4 separate regions of the Sus scrofa genome follow, and all the other regions are linked to region 1. The links are chromatin contacts, called in public HiChIP or PLAC-seq maps. All regions are on one chromosome and are shown on one strand. Each heading gives the region's core, a stretch centred on a gene start, on an enhancer-like site or on the middle of the called end of the contact. The rest is flanking DNA. Distances are from core to core; before and after follow the strand shown.

The links. HiChIP or PLAC-seq counts read pairs in DNA pulled down with a chosen protein or histone mark.
Region 2: a contact with region 1 is called in an H3K27ac HiChIP or PLAC-seq map of alveolar macrophages. The contact joins two enhancer-like sites. A contact is called at or near these places in 1 of 47 Hi-C or Micro-C datasets (liver) and 1 of 2 datasets of contacts at active chromatin or transcription factors (alveolar macrophages).
Region 3: an H3K27ac HiChIP or PLAC-seq map of alveolar macrophages shows a contact between it and region 1. The contact joins two enhancer-like sites. A contact is called at or near these places in 1 of 5 promoter capture datasets (liver), 8 of 47 Hi-C or Micro-C datasets (brain, embryonic fibroblasts, liver and 4 more) and 1 of 2 datasets of contacts at active chromatin or transcription factors (alveolar macrophages).
Region 4: an H3K27ac HiChIP or PLAC-seq map of alveolar macrophages shows a contact between it and region 1. The contact joins two enhancer-like sites. A contact is called at or near these places in 1 of 47 Hi-C or Micro-C datasets (retroperitoneal adipose tissue) and 1 of 2 datasets of contacts at active chromatin or transcription factors (alveolar macrophages).

What each region holds. Positions count from the first base shown.
Region 1 is chr8:136,575,754-136,581,851 of Sscrofa11.1, reverse strand. It overlaps RASGEF1B (RasGEF domain family member 1B), which reads right to left. Exons shown (of 14, transcript NM_001195367.1): 5 at 4,530-4,742; 6 at 3,972-4,046; 7 at 2,332-2,427; 8 at 2,115-2,217; 9 at 543-622. Among named protein-coding and RNA genes, the nearest start is that of RASGEF1B, 23 kb to the right of the region's middle. Within about 2 kb of position 2,916, at least 18 of the 83 cell types and tissues checked have an H3K27ac peak or open chromatin away from gene starts, as enhancers often do. A contact at or near this core is called in alveolar macrophages, liver and retroperitoneal adipose tissue, where this site is marked.
Region 2 is chr8:136,186,484-136,192,581 of Sscrofa11.1, reverse strand. It overlaps a transcript of RASGEF1B not described here. Among named protein-coding and RNA genes, the nearest start is that of HNRNPD, 350 kb to the right of the region's middle. Within about 2 kb of position 3,166, at least 6 of the 83 cell types and tissues checked have an H3K27ac peak or open chromatin away from gene starts, as enhancers often do. A contact at or near this core is called in alveolar macrophages, where this site is marked.
Region 3 is chr8:136,236,675-136,242,772 of Sscrofa11.1, reverse strand. It overlaps a transcript of RASGEF1B not described here. Among named protein-coding and RNA genes, the nearest start is that of RASGEF1B, 320 kb to the left of the region's middle. Within about 2 kb of position 3,347, at least 12 of the 83 cell types and tissues checked have an H3K27ac peak or open chromatin away from gene starts, as enhancers often do. A contact at or near this core is called in alveolar macrophages and liver, where this site is marked.
Region 4 is chr8:136,263,421-136,269,518 of Sscrofa11.1, reverse strand. It overlaps a transcript of RASGEF1B not described here. Among named protein-coding and RNA genes, the nearest start is that of RASGEF1B, 290 kb to the left of the region's middle. Within about 2 kb of position 3,733, at least 12 of the 83 cell types and tissues checked have an H3K27ac peak or open chromatin away from gene starts, as enhancers often do. A contact at or near this core is called in alveolar macrophages and retroperitoneal adipose tissue, where this site is marked.

The DNA of each region.
Region 1 (6,098 bases), core at 1,667-4,166:
CTTCCGAAAGAACATTTTCTTATTATCTCCAAAGATCGCAGAGTCGAAGCTCCACACGTGTCACGAGTGCGTGGACGTGAACGTGTTCCAAGGCCAGCGCCTTTACCCACGGTTCTTACGCCGCCAGGATGGCGTGTGAAGGGCTCTCTCGTGGGCTGGCTAAGTTCACTAGAGGACGGTGGACGGATGAGCAGAGGGGCTCCTCTCCCGGCTACTGTGCCTCAGGGAGGTCAGGAGGCCTGCCCTGGCATCCAACGCCCAGCAGTTCGGGACCCAAACCCACCCTGGCACACACAATGCGACGCGACTAACGGATCACCACCGCTTGGTTAGCGCTCCCCGAAGCGGATACCTCTACCCAGGAGAGGACTCGTCAGCGGTCCGACTTATTCCCCCTCCCTGCCAAGGCCCCTTCCTGCCCCTGGGTGGGGAGGGAGACGGACCTTCTCTGTGGCGCCATCTCCTCAAGGGCCAGGCCCCACAGAGGAATTGCACCCTCCAGGGGCGAAATGTTCCTTCACAGCCAGCCTGGCTTCGCCTACCTCAAGAACGTCGAACTTGGCCGTCTTCACCTTGGCCCAAGTTTTCTTCAGTCGAGAGACGGGGCTCATATTCATGCCAGCTTCCAGTTGAAACGGAGGAAGAGAAAGAGAAAAAGGAACAAGAAGTCATTCTAACGTACATTCTGAAAATGTCATTATTAACCGTAAGGAAGTTAACTTTAAAAAAAAAACCTGCCAAACAATTTTTCGGAGGAGTGGCCCATGGCACCCGCCCCCCACCCCCCGTGCCCGCAAATGCCAGCCAGTCCACGCCCACAGCGACACTCGGTTCAACCAGTCTTCTCAGGGTCAGTCCCCCCGGGGTGTGAAAGGCTATGTCCCACTGTGGTTTTAACTTTAATCCGTATTTTCTCCAATGACTAATGACATGGAGCCCCTTTTTCTACACTATCCAGCTGTATATTTTCTCCTGTGAAATGTCCATGTGTTTCACCATTTTCCCTGGGTCATCTGTCTACTTATATTGCTTTGTCGGGTCCTTTATAGATTCCGAGTACGAGTTCTTTTAGGTGTATTACAAACACTTTCTCCCGGGATGTGGATTTTTGCCCTGACGTTTTCTTCGCAGGCTAAGTGGGAAATTAAATAATCTAGTAACTAGACTATGGGCCTTTCAGGTCCCTGGTTTCAATGACCTTTCTGTGCACAGTTTTCACGGGGTAACCCAGATAAAGAGCTGAAGCCTGGCCAGTATGCTGATGCCGGAGACAAAGTCGAAAAAAAAAAACAAAAACAATTTTAATGGAAAAAAGAATTGGGGGGTTTATTAAAATCAAAGTTATTGAACGATGGGGGATTCTCTGGCTTCGAACTGACCTTGACTCAAAGGAGTCGGGTAAGTGGTAAATGGCCTCATATTTCCTGAGTACCTACAATGTATAGGACAGCTAATCATTTATCATATAAACCAGGATATTTTAAATAAGTCATTATCAGTAATTACGGCAAGAAAACAGACAGAAACTGGCAGAACCAAGGCACAGCGTCACCCCATATGCCCTATGTGTACAGAACGAGTGGTCACCGGCATTAAAATCCCCATGATGGCGGGAGAGCAAAGTTTATACACGAGGCTGATAAGGCCAGTGGGTGATAAGCGCTCCTAGGAACACAGGTGCTCAGAAAATGTCTCTGTTTCTCAGGCCACCCTCTGGTCCTCCTGACGGGATCATCTGATTTAGTCTCAGATCATGTATTTCCGTGATGCTTAACACACAAGCTGCCTAAGCACTTTCCAAAGCCCTAACTTAGACAAATATCTCACTTTAAGCTCTTAAAGGTAAATGTTCGGGGAACGTTAGATACATCTCTCGCTTATAAGCTTTTATAGATAAATAATCAGACAGGGATAAACTGACTAAATGTATTCCATGAATTCTTGTGTGCTTAAAAAAAATTATACCGACTTGTACGGATGTTTTTACATAAAAGCATCCTGAACATTCTGAAACAAGTCTCGCTTAAAGAGTACCGTTTTCATGAACCAAGCTGCATTATTTGTACGTTTTTAGTGGCGGCATTTCACAGGACCTACAAAAACAAGGGACTCACAGATTATTGCCATCAAGGAATTAAAGTTGCCGATGTTGAAACACTCCCGAGCCACGTCAATGAAATACTCGATCATCCTTGCTCGGTGCTTCTTCTTTACAGGCTGTAGAGCAAATGGAAAGGGAGGGCAGTTATCCGACGTGCGGGCCGCAGAGGTGAGACCCGAATGAAAACACCCTACAGGGAGCTTGAGCAAAGGCAAAAGGCATGTTCTCACCATGCAGATTTCCGTGGCAACCAAGTAGCTGAGGCGGTTAAACCACTCCACGTAAGCCTCCAAGCTGCGTGTTTTCTTCCGTTCACTGTAGCAACTCTAGAGAGAACGTCGAGTGAGCAGATGAGTTGGAGGAAAAAAGGAGAAGCCTCTCGCTCTCGTCAGACGTGGGCCTTTACTCTCAGTCTGGAGATCAGGAAGGCGGCCCAGAGGGCGACGGGGTGGGCAGCGACAGGAAGTGGGGGGGCTTGGAAACCTATTCTGCGGCCGTCCTGACAGGGCCCTTCTCCCCCGGGAAACGCAGCTGCTCAGGGTGGGCACTGCCCTCAGAAGCACCATTCAAAAATAAAAGGGGGCTCTTGGCTGCCTTCCAAAACAACCCGGACTCATCAGTGAACACCGACTGGCATCCACCCAGCAAGGAGACGCTGGGCGTGCAGAGGGCAGGAATGTTTTCTCTTAAAACGAAGCTTAGGACAGAAGTTTGGAACGTTGCGTAGAGAAACGAGATGCCTCCAAGGCAGATAAACGTTAGTCTCTACCGTCCTGGTCCTCGGAGGGCAGGGACACGTTGTTCACAAGCGAGACGTTAAGCTCATCTGGCAGCTCAAGGTCAAGTCTGCACAGGCTAATCACACCCCTCTTTCCTTCCTTCCAAACGAAACAAACAAACAGAAAAGGCCACTAGCCTCCTATTGCAAAATCTAATCTTCTGCTTCCTGGCCGAGTGAAACTATTCTAAGGACGGAACACAGCTGCTGCCCCTCCGCCCAACGGGGGGGGGGGGGGCTCTCAGGAGCGGGTCCTGTAGACTTTGCCCAATAATTTGAAAGACTTCTGAAGGTCAGTGGGGGGAAATTTTCTTCTGTGTGTACACCGATTTTACAGTCCACGCGGTCTTTACGTGTGGGCTGCACTCAGGCAATAAACCTGTCAGGAGGGATTTCCCTTGAAACAAGAGGCCTTAAAGACCTGTCTTCAGAGCCCCGGGTGTGTCTCCTGCCTTCCCGGCCCTCTTACGGTTGAGTCACACACAGAGCATTCTCCCCAATTTGCTTTCTGGCTTAGTCTGCTAAAACCATTACCCTTTTATCGCCTATCTTCATCGCTACAGACGCCTGCGTCTACTTGCTTATGAAATTTCCCAACAAAGAGGAAGAAGAGGCTAAAAGCTGGTGAAAGGGTAAGAATATTGTCAAGGAACTTGGATCCCAAGTTCGAGAAAAATGCAACGAATCAGTCATGGCTAACGAAAAGGAAAAAACCCTTCTGATTATTTATTTATTTACTATTTATGTATCTTTCTAAGGCCACAGCTGTGGCATATGGAAATTCCCAGGCTAGGGCCTGAATTGGAGCTGCAGCTGGCAGCCTACACTACAGCCACAGCCATGCCGGATCCATCCAAGGCCTGATGCCTCAGCTCGTGGCAACGTTGGATCTTTAGCCCATGAATGAGGTTGGGGATTGAACCTGGGTCCTCACCGATATGAGTCAGGGTCTTAAGCCACTTAGCCACAGTGGGAACTCCCTAATTTTAAAACATAAACCAAAACTGTTCCAACCTCCATCTCTCTACCCACTATCATAGGTTAAAGAATTCCACTTCCAGTGTCGGGCTGACCGCTAGGCAGACCAATTACCTTGTCATTGTCCAAAGGGTCCTTCTGCACAAACGCCTGAACGAATTCTTCTGGGCCAATATAATTCAGCCTCTCCTGAAACACAAACGCAACAGGTCAACGGTATTAAAGGCAAGGAGAAGAAACAGTCTTTCCACTCCATCTAGTGACGCTACCCTCCTTTGTAAACGCAGCCGGTAAAATGAGCCTCGAACCCTCAGCGCCAAAGTCGCCATCCGCAAGGTCTGAGCACAGGCGGTTTTCTGCTCGGGTCAACGCCACACCCAGCAGAGGGGGAAAGGCTGAGAGAGCTGGGAAAATTAATGAGGGGGGGAAGACGAGCAGGGTCAATAAACCCTTTGCTCTTCAGTCTCGCTAAGTATTTATCTTCAAGCAAATTCCCAGAATCCCAGAGAGATTCATACTCAAATGTCTAAACAACACACGTTCCAGCGATTTCACAGACTGCTTCCCACTTGGGTTAAAGCCTCCCTTGAGCTGCCTGCTGACAACACACCGCCCGGGTGCCGAGGCAGAGCGAGTCTGGGTGCTAAGGGACGAGGACGCCAATGGCCTCACCAGCTCTATGTGAGTCAGCTGCTGGGCCAGCGTGTAGGGGTCACTGCAGATGGTGAGGACGCCCCTCTGTATGGACTGTGGCTTGGCCTTGAGGACCGTGAGCCGATCTGTAGACGTGGAGCTGATTTTTGCCAGGATCTCCTCGTACTGGCTGAGCGCGGCGAGCTTGCGGATCAGACACTGCATCATCTGCTGCACATTCTTCCTGTACGTCTGCCAGGGGATAAGCAAAGGGTTAACGCCTCGCCCGGCGGGCCTACGGGCACCACGGTGCAAACTCTGGGCTCCAACGATGTCGCCTTGATGTTGGAGAGAAGCACCTTGACGAGGGCAGTCGGCGCTCCCCTCCAACACGTGAACAGAGACGCTTTCACACAAGGTATCTTTTCAGACCTGTAAGAGTTAGCTCTTTTCTCAGGAGGCTCTAGACAGCACCATTCGAACTGGGCCAGGACAACACTGCAGGGACGTTTGGATGAGCCGGTACCACAGGAACCACATACGGCCAGTGTTCTCCGAGCTGACACGGGAATGTACTGGTTTTCCTCTGGTGGGTTCCAGTGCGGTCATCTCAAGTCAGAGCATCCTTTTCCTAACACTTTTTCTTTAGGGCCACCTTCCTCACTGCCCCACTTTCATCCTTCCCAATGTCATTGGTGCACCAAGGGCACAGACAGCTACCTGTAGAAACACACCAGTACTTCCCGCTCACCCCCCAGCTTCCTGACTTCCACGTGTAACAAGAAAAGCAGCGGAGATTCCCTTTGGTGTCTGATCTCCACTGGGCTCGTGCCCATTTCCTCCGCATTCGTGAGGCAGTGCTAACAGCCACCGCCAACCTTTACACTCGGCAACTCCCCCGTAATGCTACCATCAGCTGCCACTTGCTTGTTACCACATCGCGCTACAGCCACGACACGTGAGAAACTGGTTTTAAAAGCAGTGTGTGCAGTACAGATAAATGTCCATCTCTTAACCTTTCAAATAGGTAAGCCCAAGAAATAGCTCCACAATCAACCAAGCCCTAGGGCACAATGGTCATGCTGTCAGGTAGGCAGTCCTTCCAGGTCGGAAGTTGCCAAACGCACGCTTCTCCTTCTGGGCAGATTGTGATGCCCGAATCAGAGAGGCGCGCAGCCTGCTTCAGCGCCAACGTGTCCTTAGGTTAAAAGCTCCAAAGGGGGACGGTCCAGCGAATTTACGGGTGAAAGCCCTGCGCTCATGCGTCACTGACTAATCAGCTCCTTTTCCCAAAGTACCACAATATCCTTTTCTGAGATCATCTGAACATGTTTACAGAGCTAATCTGGTTTACCGGGGCATGTTACAAAACTTCCAGTGAACAGACACCGGCACACTTCAGCCGAGGAAAATGACAAACACGTCCGGAAATGAGCAGGGCTCCAAAGGCACACACAGCCTCCTTTCTTTCCTTCGTCTCTGTCTGGTGTAGACTCACCGAGTTCTGTGAACCGGTCCATTCGATGGCCTTTCCCCCTCTCTATAGTCACAGACCACCCTAAAGTCACTAGTGCGATACCCCAATGTTTAAAAAACTGAGCTTTCAAA
Region 2 (6,098 bases), core at 1,917-4,416, 390 kb after region 1:
TGTGTAAGGAAGAACCAGGGAAGCACCCAAAGGAAGGAAGCGGGAGAGCAGGCTTGAGTGAGCTCCGGCATACGGCATACTCGCCGCGACGGGAGCATCTTTTCGCTGCAGCTCTAGCGCTGAGTTAGGTGGGTCCCCTTCAGCCGCAGGGTTCCCTGGCTCCCCATTCCAGGCTTAAAACTTATAATGAAACCGCCTCTTCCTCTCTGCTCTTGCCTCTAGCAGCAGCAGGTGTCTACCTGTAGACTTGGTCTGTCTTTGGGTTTCTGTCCCTGGGGGTGTGTTCCCTGAGTCTCTCACCCCCTCTCCCCTCCCTTGTCTCCTCCTCCCTCTCTCCTAACATTGGACTGGACAGAAACCACCTAGTATAGGAAAAAAATAAGCTATGTCTTCCCATCAAAGGTACCCCGTGTACTCGAGGCTGCTCTGAGGTCAGGAACCATCCCTGATTCAAGAGGAAGGCCAGGACAGTGGAGGCATCTCGGCATCACAAACCCTGATGCCCGGGGGGCTGAGCCACTCCAGCAGAGGTGCAGAGTAGGGTATGCGGACAGGAGCAGCTTCTAGAGTCAAGCTACCCGGATCCTGCCCCTGTCAGTTACTAGCTGTAACCTGGGCACATTACTCAACATCTTTAAGCCTCAGTTTTCTTGGCTATAAAAGACGGAGACAGATGGGAACTAAAAGAACTCAGCACACAACGCTGTTCTGTATATTAATTAAAAAACAACAACAGGAGTTCCCATCGTGGCTCGGTGGTTAACAAATCTGACTAGGGACCCTGAGGTTGCGGGTTTGGTCCCTGGCCTTGCTCAGTGGGCTAAGGATCCAGCGCGGCTATGAGCTGGGGTGTAGATTGCAGATGCAGCTTGAATCCGGAGTTGTTGTGGCTGTGGTGTAGGCCGGCGGCTACAGCTCCGATTCAACTCCTAGCCTGGGAACCTCCATATGCTGCAGGAGTGGCCCTAGAAAAGGCAAAAAGACCAAAAAAAAAACCCAAAAAAACCAAAAAAATATAAAAAAACAAAAGCAAGAAAAGTGCTTAGCACCATACTTGGCGTTAGGTAAGCAACTCCTACGTGCGGGCCACATTTTGGCCTGTTGGCCGTCAAGAACATTTTGTCCATCGTGGCTTTTTTTTTTTTGCCTTAATTTAGATTTATAAAAAAATGCATTAAAATTTTTAACTATTATGTTAAAGTGCTTGTGGTGATTACTAAGTTTCTTGGCACCTTCCTAAATACTCTGCCTGCCTCACTCACCTCATTCCAGATCTGAACCTGGTTGTGGCAGATGGTTCTGGAACCATCGGTTCAGGAAGAAGCCTCCCAGAATCCCACTTTCTAGGGCCGCACCTGCAGCACATGGAGGTTCCCAGGCTAGGGGTGGAATCAGAGCTGCAGCCACCGGCCTACACCACGGCCACAGCCACGCAGGATCTGAGCCGCGTCTTCAAACTACACCCCAGCTCACGGCAGTGCCGGTTCCTTAATCCAGGGTCAAACCTGCATCCTCATGGGTACCAGTCACACTTGTTTCCACTGGGTCCCTGAGGAATCCTCATTTGCATTTTAATGTCCAGATTTCTCTTGTTACTCCTTCCGTTTGTGATTATCTTAGTTCTCTCTCCTATTTTTCCCCATCTTGGTTGTTTTAGGATTGTTATTGAGGCTGGAGGATATTTGTGTTTTTGCAAAATTTGCAGCTGGAATAATGTCTGGACTTGGACTAACGTCATTATGTAGGAAGCTAGTAGTCATGGGTTAGACTCCTGTCCTGAGTTTCATTTTTTTTTTTTTTCATTTTCAGTGTTATTTTTATTTTATTTTTTTGTAATTCCAGATTTTTTAATTATTTTTTTAATGGTTATTTCCCCAATACAGTTTTTTTTCTACTGTACAGCATGGTGACCCAGTTATACGTACATGCACACATTCTTTTTTCTCCTATTATCAGGCTCCATCATAAGTGACTAGACATAGTTCCCAGTGCTACCCAGCAGGATCTCATTGCTAATCCAGTCCAAAGGCAACAGTTTGCATCTATGAACCCCAAACTCCCCAACCACCCCACTCCCTCCCCTCCCCCTTGGCAACCACAAGTCTGTTCTGCGAGTGCATGGTTTTCTCTTCTGTGCAAAGTTTCATTTTAAAGGAAAACTATCCTCAGCTTAAATAGAACATAGATCCACTGTCCCGCCAGCCAAGTTCCTGACAGGAAATGGAAGAGTCCTGAAATGGAATGCTCTTTTATCAAAATAAGTCTTAAATATCATAATCTATTAGAAGAAACTAAGTTTAAGCCAAAGAACCTTTAAAGTAATTCACTGCTAAAGCCTAACATGCTGCTAAGAAGTTTGAATACTAATCAATTAACCCACTAAATAGTATGTTTGTAGCACAGCTCAGGGTTGATCATAGAAAAATAGCCACCTGAGGCTGACAACTCCTCCAGGAGAGAAGTGCCGCATCTCCTAGAATATAGGTCAAAACCTCAAATGCCTCCCAGGGCCAGGAAAGCCAGGACGGGCATGAGGCGGAGGGCGTCAGGAAGCCAACGGTAAACTGGGGGTGCCTTGCGCTGTTCAGAGGGGGCAGCAGTCCCTTAGCTACGTACAGTAGATGACTGCCCCTTAGAAACCCATACTTAGGTCCCAGGTATTGCAATTTTTCAGGACAAGCCCCAAATCCAGGCAGTTATGCAAAAAGTCATGCTTTAAAACACTGGCTCAGCATTTTTAAAAATCACTCAAATGGGCAAAACAAAACACGACGGAGCTGTGAATTTCCAACTTCTGCCAAGAGAATCACCTTGGTTAAAAGAAAGGAAGAAAAGGATACATTTTTCTTTCCTTCTCAAATTCTATCCGGAGCATTTCTGAAGCATGGAAGATTTTAATTCATGCAAATCAGAACACTTTCTTTGCTTCAGTTAACCTAAAAAGAAAAGGCCACTCAGAGGAAACGGCGGACACAAGGTCAAAGTTGACTTCAGAACAGCCTGACACAAGCGTATTCGGACCAACTTTTTTGAGCTGAAGCACCATAAATTTTTCAGAGCTGATATTCCCTTCAGTTCAGAGAAGAAACTGCATTGCATTTGGATTGCTTCACAGAGCCTTTGCGACATTTCCCAGAAAACCCTCCCCCAGCCTCCGCTTCCTATTAGGGGCAAGCTCCTGGGCTCTCCTCGGAAAAGAGGTCATTCCGAAACACTGGGTGTGAGTCACAGGCTAGAAAAGCCCACGAGAAGACCAGCTCGAAGCGACCTACCGAAACTCAGAGAACCGCAGGGGAGATGGGCCGTGACCATACCTAATATTTAACAAGGAGACCTGCACTCGAAGGCATTATTATTTTTCCTTGGCTCCAGAAATACAAGACAGATGCTTTGAGCAATCCTGCTCAGGCTTCACCTCCCACAGGATTTGTGAATACCTTTGCTCTCTGATGAAAAGGATTCTTAAAGCCATTGGCCTACACCAGCCTTGAAGCTGACTCTTTTGAGTTTGAGATGCTGGGCTCTAACCAAAACAAGCCTGAGCGTGCATTCTATCGCTGGAACATCTCTGGTACTGATCAAAGTTAAGGGCAAGAGACAAGATGGACGGGAACCCCTGACCTGGGCCACAGGGGAATAAGACACAGAGGGAGAGATAAGGCTTTCGTAAGACAAGCTGCTCTCCACCAAGGAGGGGAAAAGAAAAGGGATAAGTGAAAAGTTAAATGACCCCAATACCCTCTGAACAAAAGCCATCGCATTAAAAACCCACGGTGTTCATCCCAGAGCCTCCGCCCAAGGCTCGTGTTTGCCAACTACTGTTGAATGTAACACAAGTTTAAGAGGGAAAAAGACACCTGCCAGCCAGTCCCCTGCAGCTTCTGGCAACAGAATGTGACCTACGCTGGGGAAACACCCAGTTTGTCCTTCTGGGTCCTTTATGGTTGAAATTCAGAAATGAGATGACTCTAAAAGTATGCGTCAGTGTCTGACACACTTCGCCTTTGAGCCTTTGAACAATATTTGTCTCTAAAACTTCCTTCTTTCTGGAAAAATTAAACAGCATTTTAAAAAAATGTATCAAAAATATAAAAATGCTAATTCAGGTTGGTTGGTTGGTTTGTCTGGGAAAAAAAAAATAAACCCGAGAGTGGGCTCTCCTAAGACCCTACTATTGGGATCAACCTCCATCTCTTTTAAATTCATCTTGCCGGTGTGGCCACTTTTGATTTGGGCTGCATCCTCCGGAAAGCCACGGGGCATCTCTCACGACCACGCAAAGGGAACGTGGCTGCAAGAGAATACACGCCTCCACTTCAGGGAGACTCATTTCCTTCCCGTCTCCCGTCAGGACCCTCATGGGGAACTGTCACGACCAGAAAGCAGTGACTTTTAACTTCCCTTAGGCTAAATTCAGCGCTCAGACCCTCACAGTGACGGGAAAGGCCCAAGTGACTCTTTCTGATGCCAGTAAGAACTGCACGAGGAGACAGAATTTAACCCGCGGGTGCCATAAACTCAGCTCAGGGCGTCTTCCTCGTCACTGGCCCAGATCTAGCTGCTGCACTGAACACGTCTCTGCTGCAGGGGGTTTCTCTCCTTCCTTACCCTTCTCCAAGCAGGGCACGGGTCATTTCTGGGGATGCCGGAGGCTCCACACAGCAGATACCCCGCCAAGAACAGAAAGGCGCACACAGGAAAACACGCGCATTGGAGCAGACCCTTGAGGACAGGGGAGCAACGGCTCAGAGTCATTCGTGAGAAGAAAAGGATAAAGAAAAACTGACGCGGCATTCGGACTCCTTGGCATTTATCCAAATGAGTCAAAAACTTAGGTCCATGCAAAAACGCCTACATGGATGTTTATAGCAGCTTTATTCAGAATTGCCAAAGATTGGAAGCAATCGAGTTTTTCCCATTCAATAGGTGAACAGGCAAACAAGCTGTGGTCCATCCAGACCATGGAATATTGTTCAGTGCTAAAAAGAAATGCGCTATGGAGCCATGAAAAGGCAGAGGCGCATTAAATCACTAGGTGAACGGAGCCGATCTGAAAAGGCTCTATATCTATTATTCCAACTGCATGACTTTCTGGAAAAGGTAAAACAATGGAGACTAAAAAGACCGGTGGCTGAAGGAGGTTGCGGGTGGAGACCTGAACAGGCAAAGCACAGAGGGCTTTCAGAGCAGTGAGATGCTTCTTCATGAAACTACAACGGCCACATGTCATCCAGGTGTCAAAACGCATAGAATGAACAACACCAAGAGTGAGCCCGAATGTCAGCCACGGACCTCGAGTGATAACGAGCATCAGTGTAGGTTCAAGATCGTAACAAGGCACCACTGTGGTGCTCGAGGCTGGGAGTGGGGGAGGCTGTTCCTGGGGCAGGGGGTGTGGGGCGGGGGTGGGAGGCGGGGGGAGTTGAATGAGGGAATCAGGAGGGCAGAAGAACACTGCCGACGGGGCGTACAAACAGACCTAGAAAACGGAAATCAACCACAGCAAATGCTCAAGAGCAGCAGGAAAGCCTAACAGCTACTCCTCCAGGGACCTGAGACGAACGCCGGCCTCCACTGCCGTGCATGGCAGGGACTGCCCAGTGTAAACGGCAGAAGGTGTTTTTTCAGTGTACTTGCCAACATTTAGGAAGCTCTCAGACACCGGGTGCCAGGGAGAAGGGGTGGAGGAAAGGTGCTAATACGAACCAAACACAATTCGTGTGTGGAGGGGAGCTCAGGGCACCTCCTCGGCAAAGAGGACCTTACGCTCATTAGCACGGGGAGTGGGGGCGGGAGGAAGGGATGTGACCAGGGGCTGAAGAGGCGAAGGCGAGCGGCCGTGCTCCCGGCTGCAGCACCGCCTCCCCGCCGCCCAGACCCGTTTGTGACCCGAGGTCATCCAGCCAGTGAAAGCTCCCTTCTGAGTCAACCTTGGGCAAACGATGTGATTTCAGGAGCAAGGATAAGATCTTTCTACCAACCAAAAATTGTTCCCCGCTTGCTAATGCCAGAAAGTCTGCCCCTTCAGCTCGATGTTATTAGCTCTGTCACCTATTAAAATGGAAATACCGGGAGGTCCCGCCATGGCTCAGCGGTAA
Region 3 (6,098 bases), core at 2,098-4,597, 340 kb after region 1:
CTATGGTGCCAACAGTGGACAAAGCCAGAAATATTACCCTGCACGCAGAAGAGTCTTCACACTTCGCCACTGTTAAGGAACTGGAACCCTGCCACCAAGCTCTCTGGGGGCGAGCCTAGAGTTGACAGCTCCAGATTTTCAGGTCTGGCACAAGATGAAGCCCAAGAAAGCACCAAAGAATAAAGCAAATCGTTCCCAGGAGGAAACACCATTTTGCTCACGTGGCACAGGGCTGCAGACCTCGCCGGGGGAGCTGAGCTGAGCTGAGCAGACCCTTCCCAATCAGCAGTACGACTGCCATGGCCAGGAGTCCTTAGAAAAGTAGAGATTTTTCCTCCAAGTAAATATTCAGCTTCTCCTTCTTCCCTGAGACCCCGCATCTCCCTGCTACACACAGAAGTGTTGTCACTAAACCTATCTCAGGGTCCGACCCCTCGTGCCCATGTTTGCAGTGAGCAGGAGAGGAGTGACATCTCCTGCCCGCTCCCGGCTGCCACCAGTATCGAGAGCCTCGGCCTCCTCGTTGCCTTCCATCCCCACCTCCCCCGGCACATCATCGCCGCCTGCCTTGCAAAGAACAGAGAGGGAACCATGGTGATTGAGCATCTCTTAGCCACTGGAGGCCCTTCTTCTCAAAGAGGCTCACCAGGGTTCCTGCTGTGGCTCGGCGGTTTCAAACCCGACTAGTACCCATGAGGATGCAGGTTCCATCCCTGGCCTCGTTCAGTGGGTTAAGGATCCGGCGTTGCCGTGAGCTGGGGTGCAGGTCACAGACGTGGCTTGAATCCCAAGTTGCTGTGGCTGTGGAGTAGGCCAGAGGCTACAGCTCCAAGTGGACCCCTAGCCTGGGAACCTCCATATGCCATGGGTGCAGCCCTAAAAAGACAAGTAAATAAATAAGTAAAAGAGGCTCACAGAAAAGCCTGGCTGGGCCAAAGGCGTTCCTCTTGGGAGGAGGGTAGCTTAATGAAAGGGGCATGGGCTCAAATCTCAGCCCTGCCTCTGTTATGTGGCCACTCACTGTAATTCTGGTACAACGGTTTTCACCCAGATAACATATAATACAGTCATTGCCTCCCCTAAGAGATGGAAAGTTAAACACATCATTTCAAAATTGCTTCAGCAATATAGTATTCTCTTTAAGCCAAAGGAACGTTAAATAATTGTCATCAACCCATCTCTTCGTGACCCTGAATTGTTGGCTATTATATCCTGTACATATTATAATCATATGCCCTCTGTTTGAAAGATCATTGCAAAATAGAACCCCGGATTATTTATCATCGTAAGACCCCAAGTTGCTGATATAAAAGGAATATTTTGATGATAAATCCCTAGACAAATGAATGGAGCAGAACCTCTGACATTGCTAATGTCTTTAGATTTACAAATAAGCACCTGAAATACAAAAGGATTGGAAGTGGAAGACATGAGTGCAGCCTGTAGACAACAAATGCCCTTCAGGACATGAGGTAGGGACCTAGAATGGCATGTATTTCAGCCATTTCTAAGAGTTGCTGAGAGTGGAAAATTCAGCCCCCCCGGGCCTGCGCAAACCCGGTCATGATCATGCCACCAACTGCCTTCCTGCTGAATACCAGTGGGCGCCGTCTGCGTGCAGAGGGACTGGCAACGCAGAGATGCACGAAAGGCATTGCTCTTGTTTCTAAGCTTTGCTCCTTGGAAAATTAAGCGAGAGGGGCTACCACCTCCGTCTTGCGTACAGCCTGCGTCTCAGGACACGGTGGACTCTGATTGGAATCATGTTCTAAATGGCTGGTTTCCTGTAAGTTAGAGACTTGGAGGAAATACTTTTTTTTTTTTCTTTTTTTTTTTTAATTCAAGGTATTTTGAAAACCTGTTTCCTAGAGAGGTCTGCCAAAAGACTAAGGGGATCCAGGGGCCCTAAAGGAGCCGTGCAGGCCCCCTGCTGCTCTGCTGCTCTCACCCAGCTCTGCTTTCTCTCTCGGAGCCCACGGCCCCACAGGGGAGCAACTTTCATCTCAGATACATCGAGTTTTACTCCACCCTTTTAATCAGAGAGATGAGTAAGGCTGGAATTCAGAAACACCTCTTCTATGCTGCTTATCAACGTTCTTAAAGGCTGAATTTAACATTCTTAAAGCCTGTCAGACAGCAATTGTATGTTATATATAAAACAGATAACCAACAAGGGCCAACGGCATAGCACAGGGAATTATACTCAGTATTTTGTAATAACCTATAAGGGAAAAGAATGCAAAATAAAAGAATACACACACACACACAACTAATACAACCTTATAAATTGACTATACTTCAATTAAATATATATATTTTAAAAAGAGAAAGTACTTGTATGTTGTTCAAAGAGATCTAAGTTCTGCAGGCTAAGTCAGAAAAACCTCGTGCCAAAGAGTAGACACGTGCCCTAAGTTGCCACATAATATGGCTTAAAATCTGAGATCTGTAGTCAAAATACAAAACTGTTTTCCGCAGGGACCCACACTCGCTGCATGGCACTAGACACGTCACTGACTTTTCTGGGCCTCAGTCTCCTCTACTGTAAAAGGGCAGCAAAAGGCCCACTTCATAGCCTGAAAAGGATTAAATGCAACCACATATGCATATCCCAGAGCTCAGACATGGGTGGACATTCAGTAAATATTGCTCTCACTTCCAGTTGGAGCTCCTTGAAAAATTAAGGCTGGAAGAAGAAGTGTATCTGTCAAACAACTTTTAACACAGCATTGTCTGCGAATAAATTAAGGTGGATATATCATATATCAGATACAGTGTTTATCACATAAAAGACATCACTGATGATAAAATATCACTAAAAAAGTGCTGCTACTCATCTGCTGCCATTGACTGTACCAAGCATCACAATTTTAGAAATCTTAAAATATTTGCCATTTTCATAAAATCAATGAAATGCACGAAGTGTCTAAGATTCCAGAAAAGCTTGGAGATCCAACAGAAGCAAGAACCAGGAAACAAAGAATCCCATATTTCGCTTCTGCAGCTTAATCTCTTTTATCTTGAGGGGAACAAAAATCGTAAAGTTCAGGCCAAACAAACAATTGCTCAACTGAGAATTCCTTCAAGTTCCAGTTTACCCAGTTTACAGCAGTAACGAGATAGGTAGAAACAGCCTCGGAGGGAAGAGGCCAGCGGAAGAATCTGGAAGGTGTTACCACCTTCTTTAAAAAAAAAAAAAAAATAGTTCATTTCCGTCTCAGTGTTTTGATGTTTGAGTTTCAACATTTAAAGCGTGTCGTTCTAAGCCTGTAGGCAGACTACAGGGTAGTGCTGAGGCTCGGCAGACACGCGGAGTATTCCTGACCACGGCGTTAGGTAACCTAGAGCGACCTTTAGTGGTGGCTCCCTGAAATTACAACCAGGCGTCCCAGAGGGGAGGACGAGGGCTCAGCCAGCATGACTAAGCAAAATTCTCCTAGGTCACAGCGGGAGTGATGCCTCCTCCAGGCTCTTGCCTGACCGAGGTTTTGAAGAGGTCTCTGGAGGTGGGGCTAGAAGTGGTGGTAGCTCTCATCACTGCCGTCTTAATACGTGTGGCATCTCCTGCATATCCTTTATTTCATTAACAGAATCGAGAAATGTGGAAAAGGCCCTAGGGATTATCTAATCCAGTTCTCTTATTTGTAGATTATAAAAGTGTGATTCAACTATTCTAGGCCAAAGTCAGACGGCTAGACAGGGGCAGATCCAGGCCTTGAACCAGGCCTCCTAACGCCAAGTGCATTGTTCTCTCAACGGAATTACTTTGCTGTTCATGAGTATTGGCTATGTGTATGTTTCCGCATTTATTGAGCACTTAATACGTGATGAAGTGCATTGAACGCATATTTACAGCTCTGTTAGAAAGTTTGAGATGAATTGGGGATTGGCATATAAAAAAACAGTCAGTGAAAACTACTAACACTTATATAGCTCTGACACCCTGTGAGGTAGGAACCGTCACTCGCATTTCACAGTTGAAGAAACGGAGGCACAGAAAGTCTCTGATAATCACTATCTCCCTCCAAACCCCTTAAAAGTTACATAGAAAAGAGAATGCACTCCTAACATAGCACACGGCTTAGCCACATGCGACAGTAACACGGGCTCAAGAATATAAACCACAGCTTTCGGACATGGTCGGACTTGGAAGACACCAGGGGAAGCATATGTAGAGAATGGGGCCCGTAAGAAAACGAGACCACCGCTTTCTACAGGAGACACCCATGGACATAGAGAACTGGAAAATTATGACAAAAATGACAGTATAAACAGAGACGTTACCAGGGGTGCAAATCCAGGTGAAAACAAGGAAAGGGAGCTGCAGAGGTTGGAGGGCAGATCAAGGGAGGCGGACTGGATACTCTGCCGCTTTCCCCTGTAAGGCTTCTACCCGAGACTCTAAGACACAGGCATTGACACTGTGACAAGATATAAAAGCAAACCCTGAGACGAAGACGTATAAAGGCAATTCACGAAAAGGAATGCTTGCAAATTTGTGTGTAAAAGGACAACAATGACGCACGAGCACTGAAAGAGGACGCTTTCCAGAGTGACCTTCTTATGCCATTTGCCAAAGACGTAAGAGGTCAACCAGAGCGTGCATGCTCCAGTTAAGGCCTTGCGTCTTTATTTAAAAGGCTGGCAAATAAATGCACATTTATACACTTTAAGTTGAAATAAAGTACTAGGCCGATGTACATATTGCTTCTTACTATTCTCCTCTTCGAGCTTTTACATTAACCAGCCAGCATCCCAGCTACATTGGTGGAGCATTAGTGGATGCTGTGGTGAGGCACCCAGACCCCCTCTTCAGAACTGAGGCGCCCCAGCCCACCCCCTGGTCGCAGCTGGTGGGAGTGTTGGCAGCTGGCGGCTCTCGGCTAAGTCATTCCCCAGGGACTGGGTAACACCTAGCCCAAGGTCGCCAACCCTTTTCCAATTGTGGTCAACATGGTGGTAAAAAGACTTGGCCGTCTCGACACGAGATGGAACCACTCTGACGTGACACCCAGCTCCAGACCCCGGACCACGTCACAGCCTCCCTGTCCCGCCTCCCCCCTCCCCAGGCGTCGGCCTCACACTGGTGATTCTCCCCGGCAACCTTCTCACACGCAGATCCCCACAGAGTGAGACACGGAGCGGAGCGTCCTTCCGGGGAGCGTGACACCAGACGGTCAAATAAGAGGCCTTTTCCTTTCTACTAGATATGTCACTATCACTATTTTGACTGAAGACATTTTTAAAAACAAAGGCCCTTGATTCTTTTACTTTTTTTTTTTTTTTTTTTTTTTTTTTTTTTTTTTTTGCAGCATATGGAAGTTCTCAGGCTAGGAGCAAATTGGATCTGCAGCTGTCAACCTCCACCACAGCTCATGGCAACGCCGGGTCCTTAACCCACGGCGTGGGGCCAGGGATCGAACCCACATGCTCACGGATCCTAGCGGGGTTCGTTACCGCTGCGCCACGACGGGAGCTCTGGGTGTTACTGTCTTTGCTTTAACCTCCCTTTGCAGACAGTTCAAAACGGACACACCATGGGCCTTGAACTTTCATGTTAATAATAAAATTTATCTTCAAGACAGTATCTGAATGTTACATACAAAGCGAGGTGGAACAAGAGCAACTGGAGGGAGAGGACATGCGCAATGAACAAGCGCGTGACTAAGACGGCAGTTTTTTCTTCCCTAGCGGATCCAAACGGACAGTCATCGCTGTAAAAACGAGAATTTAACGAAGCCGTGAAAAGCGCTGCGGGAGCTGAGCGGGAAGGCGGCGGGTTGGCCCCGAGCCCGGCCGGCGGGAGGGAAGTGGAGACGGAGGGGCGGCGGCCCAGCGCGGCCGCGACCATCTCCTGCTCCCCCGACTCCGCATCAGCCAGCCTCTCAACACGGCGTTTGGCAGGTGGAAAGGGAAGGGAAGTCCTTTCAGACAGACGTGCCGGCTAAGAGGAAAGGCGCAGGGGGGAAGGGGTGGCGGCAGCGTTTGCGGGGAAAGCGACCAGCCGGGCTTGACTAGAGCACCGGATGTGCCCAAAGCAGGAGTGACCTCCAGGCTGGAGGCGGGGACTTGTCTGGAAACATCTTCTTGTTCTGTTG
Region 4 (6,098 bases), core at 2,484-4,983, 310 kb after region 1:
CGTTATTAATACTCATGTAGCTTTAAAATGTTGATTTTTAAGACGAGATTAGAAGGAAAACACAAAACCCACATATTTTCAAGTTTTATTTTCTCCTTTGGATCAAAACAATGTGTTAAGGGAGACACTCGGTAAAACATATTTTAATTTTGCATCTATGGTTTTTTCTTTTTTCAAACTCGAAAACAAAGCACATGTTAACTCTGGATTTCAGTCTGACTTATCATAGTGACAGGTTTGCAAAAATGCTTTTTGAGCTGTTTTTGAGCACAGCATGGACATTTGCTATTGATGTTTGCGCAACATAAATGAGAAAGACCTTTCTAAATCACTAAAGTACAAATGATGTCTCCAAAAATGAAGGAGGAGGAGAAAGAAGAAGAAAAGGGAGGAGGAAGAGGGGGAAGACGAGAGATGGGGGCACAGAGAGGATTGGGTAACGATGAGCATCGCAGGGCCAGTGAGAGCTACGGCAGCGTGGCTAGGGCGGTGTGGCTCCCAAGCCATCAGTGGTTACCCAGGAACCGGACAACGTATCACCCAGCGCTGCAGCTGTTCTCCACGGTGCATGGCCCGTGTGGTGGGTCAATCCATGATCACTCCATTCGACGCGAGAAAGCACATCCCCATGTTCTTCAGAGGCTTAGACGAGTTTGAGAAACCCTTCAGAGGGCTGAGAGGACCATCAAGGACACGGTCGCAGAAAGCAGCTCCCTCACCAAGATTCAAAGTGGCACAGGCGTCAAAGGAGAGGAAGGGAGCAGATGCCCTTCGAGGACCGAGACGGGAAACCGCACGCTCAGGGAGCCTCCTCACGGGCATGTGACTTCCACCCGAGCACCTGTCTGCAAGGGGAGCCCAGCTCCGTCCGCCAGCGCCCACTGTCCTCTCTAGGGAAACGGAAACGGGTCTTCCAAAGGGTATCCCTTGTAGCAACACGAGCAGAAGGTGCTGCTTGGAAGCACAACTGGGGCGGGCAAAGCCTTTGCAAACCTGCAGGGACCTTCCAACGGAGACCTGGGGCAACGCAGCTTTTGACAACTGAGTCCCAGAGCCCCTTAAGAGACAACAGGGGGACCCGCCTCAAAATGCCGATCGCCTCGCTGACACTCGAGAGCCTCAAGACGTCATCCTACTTAAACAACCTTGGGATTTCCAGGGCGAATGCGAGATGACAAGCTCTGAGTCAGCCAGAGGGGCAGCCTTTCCTTGGGTAGCTTCTGCTTGCTCCAGGTGCTGACTCTGTGGCTCTCCAAACAGAAGTGGAAAACAGCAACTTCCTTTTCATCTTTTTCCCACCTCTAGGACTGTGGGAGAGAGAAGACATTGCCAGGAACCTCTCTCCAAAAACAATGAGTGGGAACAGATCCGTTACCAGGAGGAGAAGACACCTGTCATTCCCGTGGAGACAGGTGGGTACTTGTGGCAGCTTCTGGGGGATCAGCAAGGTGCTGGCAGTGGCCCCTGGCACCTCTTTTCCCAGGCAACCATGTTCAGGTGCTTTGTGGCAAGCTGCCAGCTCAAGGCTCTAATTAATGAAAGCGCTCTTCTTGCCAAGGATATGGGCCATTTTGACATTTCAGTTGGAGACCGGAGCTCACGAAGGTTCAGCTTTGGAAGAGCAACTCTGCTTTTATCACGTTTGATCTCCCCAGTGGGAAAAGCCAAGTGCCCAAGAGTTGCAATAATCATGTTAAGTGTCAGTTTCCATTGCCAAGAAGCAGTACACTCTTTTCTTTACCATTCTCTTGGGGGAAACTCCCACTGAGTCATCTAGTGGGTTCTCTGCTTATCTTGCAATCCCACACCAGCAGCATCTTATTTTCCCGATATATCCAGGCTGTTCTGCAAGACTTTATGGTCTGTGGTTTTGAAGATCATTAAACTTAGGCTCAACCCCAGAGCAGAACAGGGTGCAGGATCTCCCAAGACTTATATTTAAAGTGCTAGCCACTTTACGCATGAAAAGATCCTCCACTTCGCTAATTAGTAGAGAAATGCAAATCAAACTACAATGGCTGTCACCTCACACCAGTCAGAATGGCCATCATCCAAAAGTCTACGAATAATAAATGCTGGAGAGGGTGTGCAGAAAAGGGGACCCTACGGCACTGTTCGTAGGAATGTAAACTGGTGCAGCCACGATGGAGAATTGTATGGAAATTCCTTATAAAAAGCTAAAAATAGAGCTACCATATGATCTGGCAACCCCACTCCTGGGCCTATATCCAGAGAGAAACATAATTCAAAAAGATCCATGCACCCCAACGTTCACGGCAGCGCTATTTACAACAGCCAAAACCTGGAAGCAACCTGTGTCCAGCAACAGATAAACAGATAAAGAAGATGTGGCACATACATACAACGGAATACTACTCAGCCATAAAAAGAATGAAATAATGCTATTTGCAGTAGAGATTAGGTTCATTCTAAGAGAGTTAAGTCGGAGAGAGAAAGACACACATACAATATCACTTACATGTGGAATCTTAAAAAAAAAAAGGATACAAATGAACTTTTTTACAAAACAGAAACAAACTCACAGACATAAAAAACAAACTTATGGTTACCAAAGGGGACAGGGGGGAAGAGGAGAGGCATAAATTAGGAGTTTGGGATTAAAATATACACACTACTATATAAACAACAGATAAACAAAAAGGACCTACTACATAGCACAGGGAACTATACTATCTGCAACAGCTTATAACGGAAAAGAATCTAAAAAAGAATAGATGTCTATATGCATTACATGTATGTGTGTGTGTGCATGTAACTGAATGACTTTGCTGTAAACTTAACACACTGCATTGCAAGTCAACCACATTTCAGTACAAATGCTGTAAATAAATAAAGTGCCAGCCACTTTAAAGTGGAGCGTTACCCCGCTCATTGCATGAGACAGGCAAGTCTTTGAGAAGACTGTTCTTCAGCCCCTGACCAGGTCACCACCTCTGCCTCTACAAAGGCGGAGCTGTACTGGAGATGACCCCTGATCACTTCCAGCTCTAGAACTCTCCGGTCGTTACTCTACGACTGGAGACTGGGTGTTGGTGGCGCTGGTGGGGGCAGCGGCGGTAACGGTTGTCCTCGTAATTCACCTAACAGGTCTGTTGGAGGAGCTGCCGTGCGCAAGTCTCAGTTCACGTCCACGAATAAGACAGATCCAAACACCTCTGTCACCTTGGAATTTATTCTACTGTCAGGAGACAGGCAATAAACAATACAGGAAAAATGAATGACCTAGTAAGTTCGAGTAGGAAGTGAAAAACTAGGCGACGGGGGCTTCTTGGGGCAGGCGCAGGTTGGCGAGATGGTGCCCATCCACTGACGCCGCTGAATCGCCGCCGAACACAGGGGAGGCGCGCAGCCCCCTCCCTCCCCAGCAGAGCAGGCGCCCTGGGCACACCCTGGCGACGTTTGGCTCTGGATTCCGGGCATCCTCCTTCCGGCTCCTCCTGCCCGGTGTCGGGTCTTACGGCTGCTTTTTCCCACCCCACTCTCCGGAGAGGGGCGCTGCGGAGCAGGGTTAAGAGCCAGACTGGAGACCCGATTTCTGCGGCCGGAGTCCCAGCTTCCCCACACCCTGGAGCTCGACGAGTTGCCTAAGCTCGCAGCCTCTTGGCGCCTCCCTTGTCTCACTTGGAAAATGAGACAAATAATGATATCAACGCAGGGGACTGAGGCCGGGGTGAATAGGTGGAGCCACCGAAAATTCTCAGCGCGTCGGGGCGGGGCTGGCTCTGGACTCACAGCGCAGCAACCGCACCGACTCCCTAACCCGGCGCCTCGCCCGCGTCCTTACCCGCTGCCTTCTTTAGTGGTTGGCTTGGGCAAAGGCTTCAGAAGGCTGCAGCAGTCATCAAAGTGTGGAATTAAAATAATAAAGAAAAACAGTCAACATGGGAGGAGAGAGAGGGGAAGGATTATTTGGTCGGTACGGATCATTTATGAAAACAAAGGCGAAGCACACAGCTCAACCGATAAATCAGAGGTTGCAATTAGCTTGATTGTAGAGTGACTTGGGCCCATTTTGAGCAACAATAGCGAGAGTGATCATTCTTAATTGAGGCAAATTAAGTATTCGGACTACTCCACGTATTTCTAAAAAGAGTTGTAAGCCATTCAAAGATCCAATTTACACAAACTCTGCTCCATTCTTCTTATTGATTCATCTTTAAATTTTTTTTCCTGCTTCTTTTCACATCTAGCACACTGTGCTGTAGACTCAGAAAACAAGATAAAAATCTCTATGCAAGCTCATCTTTCAGAGCAAATTCTGTAAAATTAAATGTGTCTGTGTGTGCACAAGCCCACAATCCTGTTTGTATAACTGGAGCCCAATCTTGATCATGTCAAAATCCAAAGAGAGAACGGGTAAAAAAAAAGAGAGAGAGAGCTGCCATCGATCGTGCCCTTGAGACTCAGCCATACAGGAGCCCAAAGGAAACTTGGTAGAATCACAAGGGAAACACAATTGACAGCCAAAATTTCACCATCATATCTTTAGTACTTGAAAGAGAAACTAGTGAAATCAAGCTGGTCATTGCAGAGCTGAACGGAGTAGTTGTTTGCAACCCTTCCTCCCTGCACACAAAAAATGCACATATACCAAATTCTCAAATGCCCTTTTGCACGTATAATTTGCAATATTTGTCAACATCCCTTTATTTCTGCCACCCCATTAAGTGATTCTGGCAGTCTGGAACTGCTGTGACAAAAATCTGTGTTTTATTTGTAACTCAGGGTAGTTTTTTTTTTTTTTTTTTTTTTGGTTTTTTGCTTGTTTTTCAGGTGTATTGTTTGATGGGGAGGGTGCTGCTAATTATTATTGTTTCAAATGCATCGAAAAACATACATTAGGGGAGGTTATGCATGAAGCACAGACTTCAAAGGTCCTATTCTTGAAACCTGTTCAAATGCAGATGCAGAGCGATCATCCCATTTCAAAAGGGATTAGAGCGACTTATTTCTTGACCTTGGCCCTTAAGTCCCTTCCTTCCTATTAGCAATGTGACTGTCAGGCACAATGATGACACTACACAGACTATGGATCTAAACGTGCTGTTCATTCTGCAGTGAGTGACAATTAATGACAGCAGGTGCTGGGAGAGAATAAAGGCTGTGCTCTGGCATCGCCAGTGTGTCCTAAGCAGTAAGGCCCAATTCATGAAAATGCCCACACCTCAAAAGGCACAAGGTAATGCTACCGATTCTGCTGCTAAATTAAAAAAAGAAAGAATATGTCATTGAACTATAGCCTTAAAGATCACCACGTTTTATTTGCTATAAATTATGCCTCATCAAAAATGATTATAATTTGTTCGTTGATACTTGCTTAAGGTAGAAGATACACAAAAAGAGGCAATGAGTTACTTCTTGTCCCGGACTGTTCTCCACAGCCAGTTTTAATACTGTAAACTACGGCTACTTGGTTTGACCTCAGGTATATGTTCCCTGGGAACATTTCAAGATCACAAGGCCAAAAGCCAAAGACTCCCAGGCTAAGGATATACAATGATAACATGATGAAGGCATCACCAATATTCACTCTGTGCAATTACCTCCATGGCTACTGCGCTGAAAGCAAGGAGGCCAACATCTGTGCAGCACCAACCCAAACCCTCCGTCCACTGAAATGCCTCCTTTTAATGAAGAGAAAAGCCACAAGCCCATTTACAAAGGGCAGAGTCTTCCTCTTCCTTTCTTTTCCGTTTCAAGCCTTCTCCTGGAGGCTTTTGGAGGAATAATATCATGCCAAGCCTTAGGAATTAGCGAGCATTATTAAATGTCTACTATTTGTCTAAAATCGTGTCGTGTGCTGGAGATACAAAAAAAGTATATTCATTCCACTATTAGGAAGGTTCATGTTTCATTTTTTCAAGAAATGCTTTGCTTTTAGGAGCCGGAACCCACAATATTGAGCCCGAGCGCATTCTAACTATTAACAATGAGAGCTGCTAAGGATCAGAGACCCTACGAGGTCTATTCCTTTCGCGCAGTTACTCTTTACATTTTCCCCCAGTGCTGACGATGGCGAGTCTAGCGATGAGCTTACCTGCTACTGCTGCTCTTTTAAAGCAAAGAGAAGGTGGGGC